5 separate regions of the Mus musculus genome follow, and regions 2, 3, 4 and 5 are each linked to region 1. Evidence: chromatin contacts called from public Hi-C data. All regions are on one chromosome and are shown on one strand. Each heading gives the region's core, a stretch centred on a gene start, on an enhancer-like site or on the middle of the called end of the contact. The rest is flanking DNA. Distances are from core to core; before and after follow the strand shown.

Evidence for each region. A called contact is a pair of places that touch in the nucleus more often than the background predicts.
Region 2: a contact with region 1 is called in a Hi-C map of Th1 cells, with 3 times the contacts expected there. The contact joins two enhancer-like sites. A contact is called at or near these places in 1 of 15 datasets of contacts at CTCF or cohesin (CD8 T cells), 9 of 484 Hi-C or Micro-C datasets (B cells, CD8 T cells, Th1 cells and 5 more) and 5 of 115 datasets of contacts at active chromatin or transcription factors (CD8 T cells, bone marrow-derived macrophages, effector CD8 T cells and 2 more).
Region 3: a contact with region 1 is called in a Hi-C map of Th2 cells, with 1.9 times the contacts expected there. The contact joins two enhancer-like sites. A contact is called at or near these places in 4 of 484 Hi-C or Micro-C datasets (the MNK3 cell line, Th1 cells, Th2 cells and 1 more) and 2 of 115 datasets of contacts at active chromatin or transcription factors (bone marrow-derived macrophages and microglia).
Region 4: a contact with region 1 is called in a Hi-C map of Th2 cells, with 2.4 times the contacts expected there. The contact joins two enhancer-like sites. A contact is called at or near these places in 4 of 484 Hi-C or Micro-C datasets (Th2 cells, monocyte-dendritic cell progenitors, nephron progenitors and 1 more).
Region 5: a Hi-C map of bone marrow-derived macrophages shows a contact between it and region 1, with 33 read pairs. The contact joins two enhancer-like sites. A contact is called at or near these places in 4 of 484 Hi-C or Micro-C datasets (the MNK3 cell line, bone marrow-derived macrophages, embryonic fibroblasts and 1 more).

What each region holds. Positions count from the first base shown.
Region 1 is chr8:115,396,756-115,399,455 of GRCm38.p6, forward strand. No RefSeq gene overlaps it. Among named protein-coding and RNA genes, the nearest start is that of Gm39256, 250 kb to the right of the region's middle. Within about 2 kb of position 1,451, at least 79 of the 459 cell types and tissues checked have an H3K27ac peak or open chromatin away from gene starts, as enhancers often do. A contact at or near this core is called in CD8 T cells, the MNK3 cell line, Th1 cells and 7 more, where this site is marked.
Region 2 is chr8:115,232,969-115,235,668 of GRCm38.p6, forward strand. The region is part of intron 8 of Wwox (WW domain-containing oxidoreductase); the gene reads left to right. Among named protein-coding and RNA genes, the nearest start is that of Gm39257, 270 kb to the left of the region's middle. Within about 2 kb of position 1,298, at least 74 of the 459 cell types and tissues checked have an H3K27ac peak or open chromatin away from gene starts, as enhancers often do. A contact at or near this core is called in CD8 T cells, Th1 cells, Th2 cells and 4 more, where this site is marked.
Region 3 is chr8:115,617,314-115,620,013 of GRCm38.p6, forward strand. Gm39256 (a long non-coding RNA gene) reads right to left here. Exons shown (of 2, transcript XR_879215.3): 2 at 1-2,700. Among named protein-coding and RNA genes, the nearest start is that of Gm39256, 26 kb to the right of the region's middle. Within about 2 kb of position 1,253, at least 65 of the 459 cell types and tissues checked have an H3K27ac peak or open chromatin away from gene starts, as enhancers often do. A contact at or near this core is called in the MNK3 cell line, Th1 cells, Th2 cells and 2 more, where this site is marked.
Region 4 is chr8:115,567,438-115,570,137 of GRCm38.p6, forward strand. No RefSeq gene overlaps it. Among named protein-coding and RNA genes, the nearest start is that of Gm39256, 76 kb to the right of the region's middle. Within about 2 kb of position 1,369, at least 14 of the 459 cell types and tissues checked have an H3K27ac peak or open chromatin away from gene starts, as enhancers often do. A contact at or near this core is called in Th2 cells, where this site is marked.
Region 5 is chr8:115,528,757-115,531,456 of GRCm38.p6, forward strand. No RefSeq gene overlaps it. Among named protein-coding and RNA genes, the nearest start is that of Gm39256, 110 kb to the right of the region's middle. Within about 2 kb of position 1,260, at least 38 of the 459 cell types and tissues checked have an H3K27ac peak or open chromatin away from gene starts, as enhancers often do. A contact at or near this core is called in bone marrow-derived macrophages, where this site is marked.

The DNA of each region.
Region 1 (2,700 bases), core at 201-2,700:
CTAGTAAATAAGAGCTACCTAAGACTTCTCAGGACTGTGATACTTAAAGGAAATAAAAAAGCCCTTGAAGCATTTGGTTGATACATTATTTTCCTACCTTTCTGTCGTTCTCTTGCCCAAATCTTTATGGAAAGTCTCTTTACTTTCCTCTCATTGTGGAGCCTGTCACAATTTTGGATTCTTAGTCTCAAGTGCCCACAGTAACTGATCACTGCCCTAGTTGTCCAGGTGCTTGCCTGTATCAGTACCAAATTAATGCTACTCAAATTAATTCCAACGGTGGTGCTACTCACCCCAGTGTTCTGGGTTCTGGAATGGAATCTGTGCACACACACACACACACACACACACACACAGCCTTTATATTTTGGTAAGCCTAAATAGCTCAATGATCGGGTCACTTTCTAACCTCCTTGTGGCTATTCTACCCCCTTTGATATCCCTGAGTTATTACTTACTAAAAATCTATATTTCATCTTTGCTGCCCTAGACCCAGACTAGTAGCCTTCTTGGGCCATGATCCCTTGGCTCCTACATGTCAGCTATACTCTCTGTCCTGCACTTCTTAGGCATGGTGTCTTGGTTCTCCTTCTCCCAGCTTGGTGGATCTCTCCCTCCCTTCCTCCTTCCTCTGTCCCTTGTCTGGGAATCCTAAAAGTCCCACCTCTGTCTTTCTGCCCAACCATTGCCCACTGACAACTTTATTTACCAATCAAAATCAACTGGGGGCAGGGTTTCCTCAGTGTCTTACGAGTGGATATGCTGACTCTTGTATACATTTTGGGGACCCAGATTAACATAATCCAAACAACATTGGACCAAACCTATAATACTTGCCTTACAGTGTAGAATCAGAACTCACAATGGGATAGGAGACAGGAGCAGGACTGGGCTTAGTCTGGTGATAGAATGAATGGCTTCTAACAGCAGTGGCCCAGTGATTCTTGGCACCTGAAGGAGTCGTGCCTCTTCCTTATCTTGTCCCCTATACTCAATCATTCGAACTTGATTTTGTTCTGTCCTACAGGTAGGTTCTTATGGCACGGAGCCCTTGTGAGGGACCCCTGGCAGTTCTCATGGAGAGCCTCTCTTCCTACCTGTTTCTCTTTCATCATAAGTGGCAATGAAACGGGAGGTGAGGGGGTGGGGCTGAAAACCCAGCTACCACCCCAAGTGAGCCAAAATCCTACTTTGTCTACCAGTCTCCTTGTCTTTTGTTCTCCCCCTCCTCAATCTAAGAGCAAGTTGTGATGAAATGACAACCCGAGGTTCCCCCATGTAGAAATAAGGTCATGGGGTGGGGGGTGGGGGAGAGAATATGGCCATTTTGAAACCCCAGTGAACTTCGGGGGCTAGAATGGAATGAGACTCACTCTAGATTTGCCTCATCTTCCTTCTCTGTGGCCTGTGACTTGAAGGCTGGGGGCTGTCCCTGCCTCTCAGACTTCCTCTCATGCAAATTGCCCCTGTAGGGTGTGGGGCAGCCACATAAGAAGGGAAGTGGAGGGATGTGACCACCTCAGACCTCCAGGGACCTAGTTTCTATTTTGTAAGGCAACCTCTGAAGAAATTCTGCCCGAGCTGATGCCTGTGCCAAGGGCTTGCTGGGTTCTAGTACCATCTTAAATCCAGAAACGAAACTTGAGAGATACGCCCAACCTCACCAATTTTCTCAAGTGGAGAGCAAATGCACTGCTCCAAGGGGCTCGTGGATGCCTACAACCCACCATGTCTCTCCAGTATTGTAAACTCAATGGAGACTCAAAACCACAGAAATATGGAGACCAGGGGATGACTGAGCAGTCAGGATAGAAAGGCTTGAGGAAGCCCTTGGAAAGAAGGACTCTTCCTGAGCCAGGTCACACTGTGTGCCCTTGAGGGCTCCCAGGAACTTTTTCTTGTGTTGATTGGCGTTAGAAAGAAAGGGTGTGTAACATAGTTCTTGAAAGCAAGGAGGATCAGGGGAGGCCTTCTAGCCAGGATATCTGCTCAGGACAGAGAAGAAAGTACAGGATAGAACAAGAACAGAAGAGAGATACATACGTATTCTGATTCCTACAGCCTTGGGGGGGGCAACCAGTACCTATGTTGGGGTCTTAGTTTCCTTTTCTAAAAGGAAGGGGGCTGGGAATTTAGCATCACTCCTGCCAGTCTTTTGTAGACCAGCCCCGGAGGGAAGGGTTTTACTACAGGCCTTCCATTGCATCAGGTGGGCGTTGGCTTCCTCTGGGCATAATTCTAAATTTACGTGCAGGAGCTCCATAGCTCAACCAGCTCTCAAGAACCAATGTATTCGTGATGGAGAAAAGAGAAACAGGAAAAGAGTTCTCGGTGGCTTGGAAGGCGACCTTCTGCTATTCATTAGTGACCCCAAAGAGTATGACTTGGAAGGTTCCAGATCAGTCCCACCCCTATCAGCTCCCTACACACATGCATACACACACACACACACACACACACACACACACACACACACACACATACTGGGATGGGAGCTAGGCAGTGAAGGGAAAATCCTATCAGAGCCCCAGGTGCTTGCTTTTCCACTTAGAAATATGGGAGTAGAGACGTCAGAAGACCAATAGTCTCAACAGCAACTGTCCCATGACATTTCTACGATACCATCCCGCAGGCACATAAATACCTTTAAATCTCAGAGTTTGTAAGCAAGCTGCTCTGATGCAACAGAAGTGTCCAGTC
Region 2 (2,700 bases), core at 48-2,547, 160 kb before region 1:
CAATGAACAGTGACAGCAATGAAGGCCCATGAGGCTCCCTTTTAAAGCTGAATGGGCACACAGTTTACCTTCCCCCTTCAAAGGAGACCCTGTGTTGTGTAGCTTTTCAGTTTACTTTTCTTCCTAATGCTAAACTTGGGGAGCGAGCATGATGAACTCAACATATCCTGAACATAACCACTATCAGCCAGGGGATCAAGTCCAATTAGCTTGGCACCCCCATACCCTTCTAAAATTCAATGTACAAGGTGCACACAAAAATCGCGTTTTCAGGAAGTCATCTGGAAGGTGAAGACAGGAGATGTCTCTGTCATGTTCTAGCTGCCTAGCAGACTTATTAACCTTAAATTGTTTTATTTCTAACAACATGTATGCCTATGGGAGATAGGCACGTGTGCACAGGTGTTCTCAGAGGCCAGAGACAATGGAACTCCCGGAGCTGGAGTTACAGGTGGTTGTGAGCTGCCTGCAGTGGCTGCTGGGAGCCGAACTCAGGTCCTCTGCAAGAGCAGTGTGCACTTTTAACTTCTGAGCCAGCCATCTCTCTAGCTTCTGACCCTTTCCCTATCTGTAGAGTATGCCTTGTAAGCATGGAGACCTGCATTTGATCTCAGGACCCATGCTTTTAAAAAAAATGCCAGGGATGGTGACAGATGCTTATGGTCCCAAGTTGAGGAGGTGGAGGCCAATGGATCCTTGGAGCTTGTGGGTTAGCATAGAAGAATTGAAGAGCCCCAGGACTCAGTGAGAGACCCAGCCTCAAAACAAAGCCCCCACTCCCACCCCCAACAAAATAAACTCCCAAACAGCATGAATATATGAGTGCCTAAAGAATGACATTGGAAGTTCACACACACGCAAGGTAGGGCACACAAGCACACTCACTCGATGGTAGGACTCCACCTTTCTATACTCAAACTAGGGGTTGCCTCTGGCTAGGATCTTTGAATTGTCGCACTAGCTCAGTATTTTTCCGGTCTCTCAAGCTTCCAGGAAGAGTGAACCCATTATCCATTTTAGTCTGGAGGACCCTGAGAAACTTCACAGAAAAAGCATGTTTTCCCCTGGAAGGCTGTTTTGAGAAGGGCACCATCGTGCACTCACTGGATGGCCCCTGTTGACATGCCGACTCTGGGGGTGGTTCAGCAGGGGATCTGGGTGCCTGAGAAAAGGAGTGAAGAAATTTTTAAAAAAAGTAAGAAACCAACCGAGAAAACCCAAGAGAAACCGAAAGACTGCACGCTGGAACAAAAGGGAGGGGGCAGCCAGCCTCAGGACCTGGGCGGTTAAGGAACTGGCTTCGACAGGAAGTGGGCAGGAGGCTGTTTTCAGTACACTCATGGGAACTGAGCTGGAAAGTGCTGTGGTGAGGGTCTGTGGAAAAAGAGGGCTCTAATCAAGCTATAAATATCTGTTGCTTTGAAGTTTTATGACCAACAATTAATGTTACTGGAAGGCACATCAAGAGCTATTTCTTAACTTGGTGGGTCTGAGTGGGCCAGGGTCAGGGTATGAGTCTAGCCTCATGGGAGGCTGTCCTTACACATTCCTCCCTCTCTCTCTCTCTCTCTCTCTCTCTCTCTCTCTCTCTCTCTGCTATAAAATAGTACACAGGTGTCTAGAGGCATACACCACAGTTCATGGTCATCTAGCCCAACCATCCATCCATCCATCCATCATCCATCCATCCATCCATCCATCCATCCATCCATCTATCATCCATCCATCCACCCACCCATCCCTTCGATCATTAATATGTGTTTATTCAAGATCATATTCAGTAAGGAACAGCTAGACAAAACCCTTGAGGCAGGGTGGAGGTTTGGGGAATGCACTTTCTTTTAGTTGGGAAAGGAGAAAACAAATAAAAAAATCATGTCTGGGAATGAGAAGTGCTCTCAACCATTCAGAAGTCTGTGCTAAAAACTAGAAGCTCACTCTAGAGGCTGTGCGAAGGAACCTTTTCTGTGGGAAGTTGCTGCAAACAGAGGCAGAGGCAGAGTATAGTGGAGCAGGGAGCCACCAAGTACCAAAGTTCTGGGGCGTGTGCATCAGTGGACCTCAGGATTCAGGAGTCCTGGCCACTGCTTGCTCTGAAAGTCTTGAACGGGCTGTGGATTGTTCCCAGTTATACACTAAGAGCTCCCTAAGGTCTTATTTGGTTGTGCCAAATGTCAGCTTATCATTTCTGTAATATGCTGCCCTCGAACTTGAATTTTCTCCCACTATAACAAAACAATGGCAGAACTCGTCGAATCCCATTCAACCCCTCATCTCCTGCTTTCAGGCACACACTGATTTGTACGCTCACTGTGGCCTCAGTAGTAGGCTTCTGTCTGGAATCACATTTGTGCTCTTCCATAGGTTCAGGAGCACAGTTCTTTGTTCCCCACTGTAGGTCTATCTTCATGAGGGAAGACATCAGGAGTTGTGGGAATCTAGGATCTTGGCTTCTGGAACCTGAGATGACCCGGCAAAAGGTCATAGCACAATCTGGAAATGTTTGACCTTTGCAAAGGAGTACCTGAAAGGTACCTTCTAGTGCCTGACTCAGTGGTGCCCACCTAAGAATGCTCTTACTCATTTGATAGAGCAGCTCACTGAAAATCTCGGATAGAACAACGTCTGTTTTTCAGTGTGGACGTCTCCACTTGTGGGATAGCATTTTCTCCTTAAAGGAGTGCATAATTCAAATAACTT
Region 3 (2,700 bases), core at 3-2,502, 220 kb after region 1:
AATCTCTCCCATTCCATGGGTTTCGGTGAAGGTTTTGTTTTAGACACAGTCTGTAGCTTTTATTTGAGAGGTGGTTGGCTTAGACCTATGCAGCTCTGGCTGGGTTCCAACTTGTGAGAAACCTCCTGCCTCAGCCTTCCAGGTGCTGGGACGACAGGCCTGAGCCACTACTCCTATTGGGTGAGTGTGCTTTTGTCAGAACCTTGCCTACTCTTGCCAGGAGAAACCGCTTAGCAATAAGGTCTGCACCCAGAATTTATAGAAAGAATGGAAGAAAGGAGATGTGAAAACATTCCAGGCAGATGGGCCAGGGAGTGCTGATGTAGAAGGAGGGACCAGGGGTCTGGCCCCTGCATTGATGCACGTCAGGTGGAGCCATTACCAGGGAGGGCTCTAGAAGTAGATTAGCAAGACCTCTCTGCCACTTGCCAGTTGTGCAAGCTTAGGAAAGCTGCTAGACCTTCCAGTGCCGCAGTTTCTTTGTCTGAAAAGTGGGTACAGCACCTGTGTTCATGTTTTAGGTTGACTCTGAGTTCAGCACATGCAAAATCCCCCTGCCCCTGTGCTATGGCCTGTGACTCAATCAATATAAGTTATTGGTACTGAAAATACCCTTTGTTTCCCTAGGGATATGCATATTTGGAAAATGATGCCATGATATTCCTTCCAGGCTTTAATGGGGTTCACCAACTGGTTCCTGGTGATGGCTATTGAATGTCACCACTATCTTTTCGGCAGCCTCTACTTTCATTTGTGGTGAAGCCACATAGAGGGTGCTCTGGTTTACAGAGTTCCAGAATGGGACGTGTCTCACGTGTGCACCCTGTCTCTGAAAGACTGCTGACCAAAGAGATACTGTAAAGGCACACACTCAATTCTGCTGCCAGAACCACAAGGCAAAAACACACAACAGGTGACAGGGCATCCTGGCGTGTGAGCTGACTCTCACAGAGCTCAGAGGACTCTTGAGTTTGTGAGTTCTCCAGTACTTTCTTGACATGTTTTTATTTTGTTTTGTTTTGTTTTGTTTTGTTTTTCCCCTGAACACAAGGACACACACTTGTCCTGAGTCCTGGAAAAGAGTAGCTCTTGCACATTGGTGTGACACATATACACACTAATGCCCATGTGTGTGTGTGTGTGTGTGTGTGTGTGTGTCCGTGTGCATGTGTACGTGCGCATGTGTATGTACAGATCAGGAGGAGCCACAAACTGGCCCACCCACCGATGACACAGCCAAGCCTGAAGCCGCAGCTGGGGGAGAACGGAAGCGGTAGACGCTGACTCATGAGAATCTCCTTGCACACCAAACAGGCAATGATTTCGCTCTGCCTTCCTTAGGTGTCTTTTGCAGATGATGTATGAATCACCTTATTTACCTTCTCCTTCCCAACCTCCTGCTTTATTATTTTTAATAATGCCATGCCAGCTCCGAGGAGGAGTTTCCTTTGCAAAAAGAAAAAAAAAAAAAAGAAAGAAAAAAAAAGTGGGGAAGGGAAGAAAATCAGCCTCTAACTCTCCATCCTCATTACTTCGCAAACATGCTCTTTCTACAGTCCTGTGTGAGAGAGGGGGGACACAAGATGAGTTGGTTCTAGGCAAGCCTCAAATCCGAATATAAACAGTAATAAATTCAGGTCTTGATTCTAGGGGGGAAGCCATAAAGTTTTCATCGTCTTTAATGAGAATAAAAATGCCGTTGCGTGAACACTTTTTAATTTTAAAATAAAGAAGACTAGAGTGCATGGAGAGGCAGGATAGCTTAAGTGTGCTTGTGCTGGGCTCCCAAAAGCACAGTCCTGGTTCTGCACTGGCTGCATGAGTGCATGCATGTATGTGTGGGTGCACATGCCTGTGTGTGGGTGTGGGCATGCTAGTGCAAATCTGCCCTCGCCACTTGTTTATATCCAGTGCTTGGCATTCTCTCAGCTGCAGAGTCCACACTGTCCCTGTGTGACACCTGTGCTTCAGCTTCCAGATGACGAAACAAGGATGCAGAGATTTCCGAGGTACCTGTGGTTGTACAGTTCCCTTAAGAGCCTACGCTGCAACCTGGTCCTCCTTGCCTCAAGCTCCCGAGCATATGTTCCAAAAACCCTTCTAGGTTTTTATCCAGAAATATTGCCTTGATTAGATGTGGCAAGAAAGCCGCAGACTGACACACCTCACGGCTCCATCCGTCATATATAAAATAAAGCATCTTAGGGGACTGAGATGTCATCTCTCTAGCCTGTCACCAAACACAGAGATCTTTTCTCCAGATTTCCCTGCTTTGGACTCTCAGGATTATTACCTGTGACAGGGACCTCATTGCCTATCGAGGAAGCCTCTTCCAGGCTCCCACAGCTTGCTCAATCAGAGTGTCTGTTTTCACCATGGGAAACAGGCCTCCTCATCTCCTGTTGGATCTTTCCTTCAGTACAGATTTCCCTAGCCTTGTGGACTGGCTACCTCTTTGAACAGACCATTTTCCAACCCTGAGCTGTTTCTTCCACAAGCCAGCCAGCTGGGCTTCCAGAACACCTGCACATGTGGCCATCACCTGCTGATCTCAGGCTGGAGAAAGCTTTGCTTACTTGAACGTGACTTTGGCGTGTGAGGGATATGTTCCTCAGCCCACAGTATCTTGGGCTTACTGTGTTAGTTATTCTTCTCAGGATTGTAATAAGACACCCAACAGAAGCAACCTAAAGGAAGAAG
Region 4 (2,700 bases), core at 119-2,618, 170 kb after region 1:
TTTTTCCATTTTTTATTAGGCATTTAACTCATTTACATTTCCAATGCTATACCAAAAGTCCCCCATATCCACCCACCCCCACTCCCCTGCCCACCCACTCCCCCTTTTTGGCCCTGGTATTCCCCTGTACTGGGGCATATAAAGTTTGCAAGTCCAATGGGCCTCTCTTTCCAGTGATGGCCGACTAGGCCATCTTTTGATATATATGCAGCTAGAGTCAAGAGCTCCGGGGTACTGGTTAGCTCATAATGTTGTTCCACCTATAGGGTTGCAGATCCCTTTAGCTCCTTGGCTACTTTCTCTAGCTCCTCCATTGGGAGCCCTATGATCCATCCATTAGCTGACTGTGAGCATCCACTTCTGTGTTTGCTGGGCCCCGGCATAGTCTCACAAGAGACAGCTACATCTGCGTCCTTTCAATAAAATCTTGCTAGTGTATGCAATGGTGTCAGCGTTTGGATGCTGATTATGGGGTGGATCCCTGGCTATGGCAGTCTCTACATGGTCCATCCTTTCATCTCAGCTCCAAACTCCGTCTCTGTAACTCCTTCCATGGGTGTTTTGTTCCCAAATCTAAGGAGGGGCATAGTGTCCACACTTCAGTCTTCATTCTCCTTGAGTTTCATGTGTTTAGCAAATTATATCTTATATCTTGGGTATCCTAGGTTTGGGGCTAATATCCACTTATCAGTGAATACATATTGTGTGAGTTTCTTTGTGAATGTGTTACCTCACTCAGGATGATGCCCTCCAGGAAAATGTGTCTCTTTATTATCATTTACTTAGGGAAAGCCATGTGCTCGGGACCTGGAACGAGACTGGGCATCCTGACCTGGAGACAAAGCTCTTTCACAAATATGCACATTATCTGTTTGCTTAGATTAAGAGGGTATCTGCATCAATGTCAGGCCCTGAGCTAGGCATTATGGGAAAAGAGAAGGTGATGTATGTGGCCCTTTTAATAAACACTTATAAGCACCTTCTGTATACCAGCACAGGTACTTCCTATCTACAGGAGGCCACACAGAGAATCTTTCATGCGACAAGAGAGGAGATGGTATTTTACACAAGTACCCAAGGCAGTTCTTCCCAAACCACTCCCCTTCTCTTTACTCATGTCCCTGTCAGCTAAATCTTCAAAAGAGGAAGTCATGACCTTACCTTCCTAGAAGCATCGCAGGCCGGGGGCCTAAACTCCTTCGTGTTATTTTGTGGTTTAAGCTTTAATTCTGAATCATAACTGCAGCTAGTTATTGAAAAAATGCAAATAGCTTCCATGTTGGGGATTAAAATGAAACGTTCTCCTCTGAGTCAGCAAAACGCTTGAAGCGTGTGCATGTAAAAAAACATCTTCTTCGGAGCAATAGTAAAATATGCTCATTGAAGACAAGACATCAGACAGCCCAGGAAGAAAGCTAGCAAGAAGTCAGCATAGCTCTTTTCCTGGAGACTTCGGGCCATCTTCCAGAGTTAGATCCTTGCTGTCCTAATTTACAGCCACACCCACTGATACTGAAATGCCCCAAAATCCTGTAACTGTGCCCTCAAGCCAGGAAAGAGTATACTAATATTTAGAGGCATCTTGTTGTATTTAGGTCCCTTGCTGGACTTCAAGGAAAGGCCGAGCCCTGTCCTTGACCTATCTGTGCAAGTCAAGTTTAACTAGGACAAAGTGACCCCATCTTATTAAGCATGATCTGCGAAAACTTGAATACTTTTTGTGACCCATGGCAGAATACACTTATCTTTTGGTTCCTCATGCTCAGAGGCAACCGACTATGGGTCAGTAATATTAGGGGGGATGTATCTGAGCTAAACATGTATATATTTGTTTCTCTTATCACAAGTTCCTTAATAATATCATGCGATAGTGATTTTTTAAGGCATTTAGCTAGATGTGGTGGTCGCTCCTGGGAGCACAGTACTGAACTGGTGGAGCAAGGAGGATCAGAAGGTCAAGGCCATTTTTAGTTTGAGGCCGGCCTAGACTACATCAGGCTTGTCTCAAAACAGTCAAAATAAATAATAAAAAATTATATTGTGTTGGGTATTATAAATCACGTAGAGATGATTAAAATATCTAATGGCATGCATGTGGGTTATCTGTAAACAGTACCTTGCTTTATATAAGGGACGGGAACAACTGTGGATTTGGTTATCTGGAAGGAGTCTTGAGGTTAAACCCTTTCGTGTAACCCAAGTCCTAATAAAGAACACATGGCCTCAGAGTCTTAGAATATTTACTAGCTGTCCACATCAGAAAGTGTCAGATGGGTGTTAACCAGCCATCAGGTCCAAGCCTGAGCTGCTCTGAGTCTCTCTTCATGCCTCGCCGTGTCATCCAGACCTTCAATGTGGATGGAAACACGACATTGGAGTTTTGACTCCATGACATTGGAGTTTTGACTATACATGTGATACAGGGAAGCCCATACTGACACAAATCAAGTGAACTATTACCAGAAGTTCAGATGATTTATAACCGTAAGCTCTGCCACTGATGGGCAAATACAATGCTTTAACAGCAATTCCAAAACAGCTTCACGAGATGGCACTCAAGAGGACTTTTCTGCAATAGCATCTCCCCCATGACCATCTTGGTATCCATAAACACAAGCGTGCATTTGTATATGCATATATCTAACTTTGAGACTCATGCCAGACAGTGTTTGCTGGTCTGCAGCTCTGCGTTGTTTCTTC
Region 5 (2,700 bases), core at 10-2,509, 130 kb after region 1:
ATTGGAGCCCAGTATGGAGAGACTTGTTCTCATCCAGAGCCAGGAGCAATAGACATTGAAAACCCTAGCACTTTGTCCAGGGTTCTCTATAAGAGCAGTAGCTGACCCTAAATTGAGGCATGGGGGCATAGAAAGATCACTGGCTCATGCCCCCCCCCCCCCAGTTGGATAAAAAGCACCTAACTTCTTAGATTGCTTAGCCCCTTTCTGGCATGTGCTAATATGCAAGGCTGGCACCAGGGAGGGTACCGTCTGGCAGGTCGATCCTTCATACGGAACATTAAGCCGAGGTCCTGCACAGTCTTGAACATTAACCATCCCCTGGTACCCATGAAGAAGAGCTACGGGTTTTATTAACCTCGGTGTCCTGGATGCGTTGTACGGTAGAAACACCATCATTAACCCACCTCCAGATGGGGGACGGGGACCTCTCTCCTAGCTCTGTTCCAAGAGACGAGGCCCTCTGAAATGCCTTCAATAATTTAAAGAAGCTACCTAAATGTGATCATAAAGTCTCTAACGTCACCTCAAGGATGGCAATTCATAAAGATTTTGTGAGAGTAAAAACCGCTTTGTTCTGTTAGGAGCCTTGGAAAGTTTGTGTGAATGCGTGTGTGTGAGTGTGAGTGTGTGTGTGAGTGTGTGTGTGTGTGTGTGTGTGTATGTGTGTGTGTGTGTGTGTGTCAGGTGGGGATATGATCTTGTCACTGTGCTTCTGCTACTGGGATTTCTGTAGTATCCTGGTTTAATTATTCCGAATATCACGGCCACAGCACGACCCATTAACAACTGCTCAGCCTGCTCCAGGAAGTCCCTTTGGTCATCTTGGTAACATAGCCCATCACTCATTTTTCCCCATGTCAAAGATTATATTTTCTTACCTACTTACAGACACAGCTTCATTATAAAAATGTTACAAGCATAATAACACCCTGTAAGTCCTGACTCACTGGAATTTAAACTCAGATCGCACCGAGGCATTCTTGGGAGGAAGCGAGCTCCCAGCTTGTTTCAAGAATGCCTCAGCCATTCTCTGGCTCGTGGCCGCACCTGTCATTTGTAGTCTTTCTGTTGTGTTCCAACTTGAAGCCAAGGAACACGAAGAAGGTTAGGTCATGTCAAGGGTCCCATGAGGGAGGTCAAGGGTCATGGAGAAGAGGTCCTTGTCAGGCAGGGAGAGAGCTCACCCTGGTTTCCTGTGCGAGGAAGCCGGTGCCTCAGAGGAATGAGTGGGCGGACAGGCTCCCTCCCCTTTGTGCTTGAAGAGGATTTCCCGGAGAGTGGGTGGAATGAGAGAGTGTGGTGTGGAGACAGAGGCCAGGATTCACACCACATCCCTGACTTAAACGCTGTTAATAAGTCCTTAAGCCCCACGGTTTCTCTTCTATTCATCTGGAACCGGAACTGAAAGTAAAGGATACATCACAAACTGCTCTCTTCCCTCTCCTCCTCTCTCTCACTTTGGCTTTCTTTATTCTTTTCTCCCGAGCTTCCTGTTTCCTACCTTCTTCCTTCCCTACAGCTCCTTCTTTCCCTTTCCCTTCCTCCCACTCCCCCTCTCTCTCCCCTTTCCTCTCTCCACCATCTCCTTCCTCAAACACCCTACTTACCACCATGTGCCTGAAACTTAACTCTGAGCTATAGATACAGGCTGGAATGGTCATTTACTCTCCAAACCCAAAGGCTTCCTGCCATCCCCTGTCCAAAAGACCAGGTAAAATGTTATCTTAAAAACACTTTGCAGGTTAGAAAGATTGCAGGAATGTGCATATTATATTGTAATTGTGGAATTATGCATACTGTATGCTCTGAGGGGGTTGGTGTAGGTAGGGGGAGAAGTTTTGCCCATAGACTAGAAAGTTCAAATTGTGCTAGCCTCCACCTGCCAGGAAGGTGGCACCCCCAGGGCTACCACTTAAACCCCAGTGTGAGTGTGTCCCTGGAACTTGTAGTGACAACATTAAAGAGACTGGACCACTGGGTCCCCACTCTCATCTTGGAAACAATTTCCTTTCATGTGTGTTCTACATTCCCTCAAGTATAGATTCACTTCAGCGAGAGACATTTGTAATCTCCTGATCTTGAGATTCAGTAAACACAGTTGAGCTCAATAAGTGAGCTAAACATTGCAAGAAATGGACCTAGCTGTTTTCTTTTTCTCTCTTTCTTTTTGTCCCAATGCTCCCCCCCCCCCCCCACACACCTTAAGAAACACATCTCTTGAATCACTCTACACTCATCCTGCCCACCTAGACCATCTTCAATTAAAGGCCTGAGACACCTTCCAAGACTGCCAGGTACCTTTGAACCTCGTGGGGTCTGTGGGAGCTGAGCAAGCTCACCAGTTCTCTGACTCTGTTTTTCCCTGTGACAAGTACCCATGCTTTAAGGCAACAGCCATGGGCCTGCCTCTTCAGGCCCCACTCACCAGGAATGATTTGATTGGCACAGAACAACAATAACCCTCTCCAAATCCCAGCTCCCCTCGCCTTTAGCCACCAGCACCCCTGGAAATGGACATGGTAGAAACGGAGATGGGAGAATGGGCTTGGGGGCCAGCACAGCACTGCCTGGTGGAATTTTCCGCAATACCACAGCCACTCTCCACACAGGGCTGCTGCTTCTGAGAAGCCGTACTTTCAGATTTCATTAATCAGTTAAATAGCTCCACATGCAGATGGCAACAACCAACACGGGCCA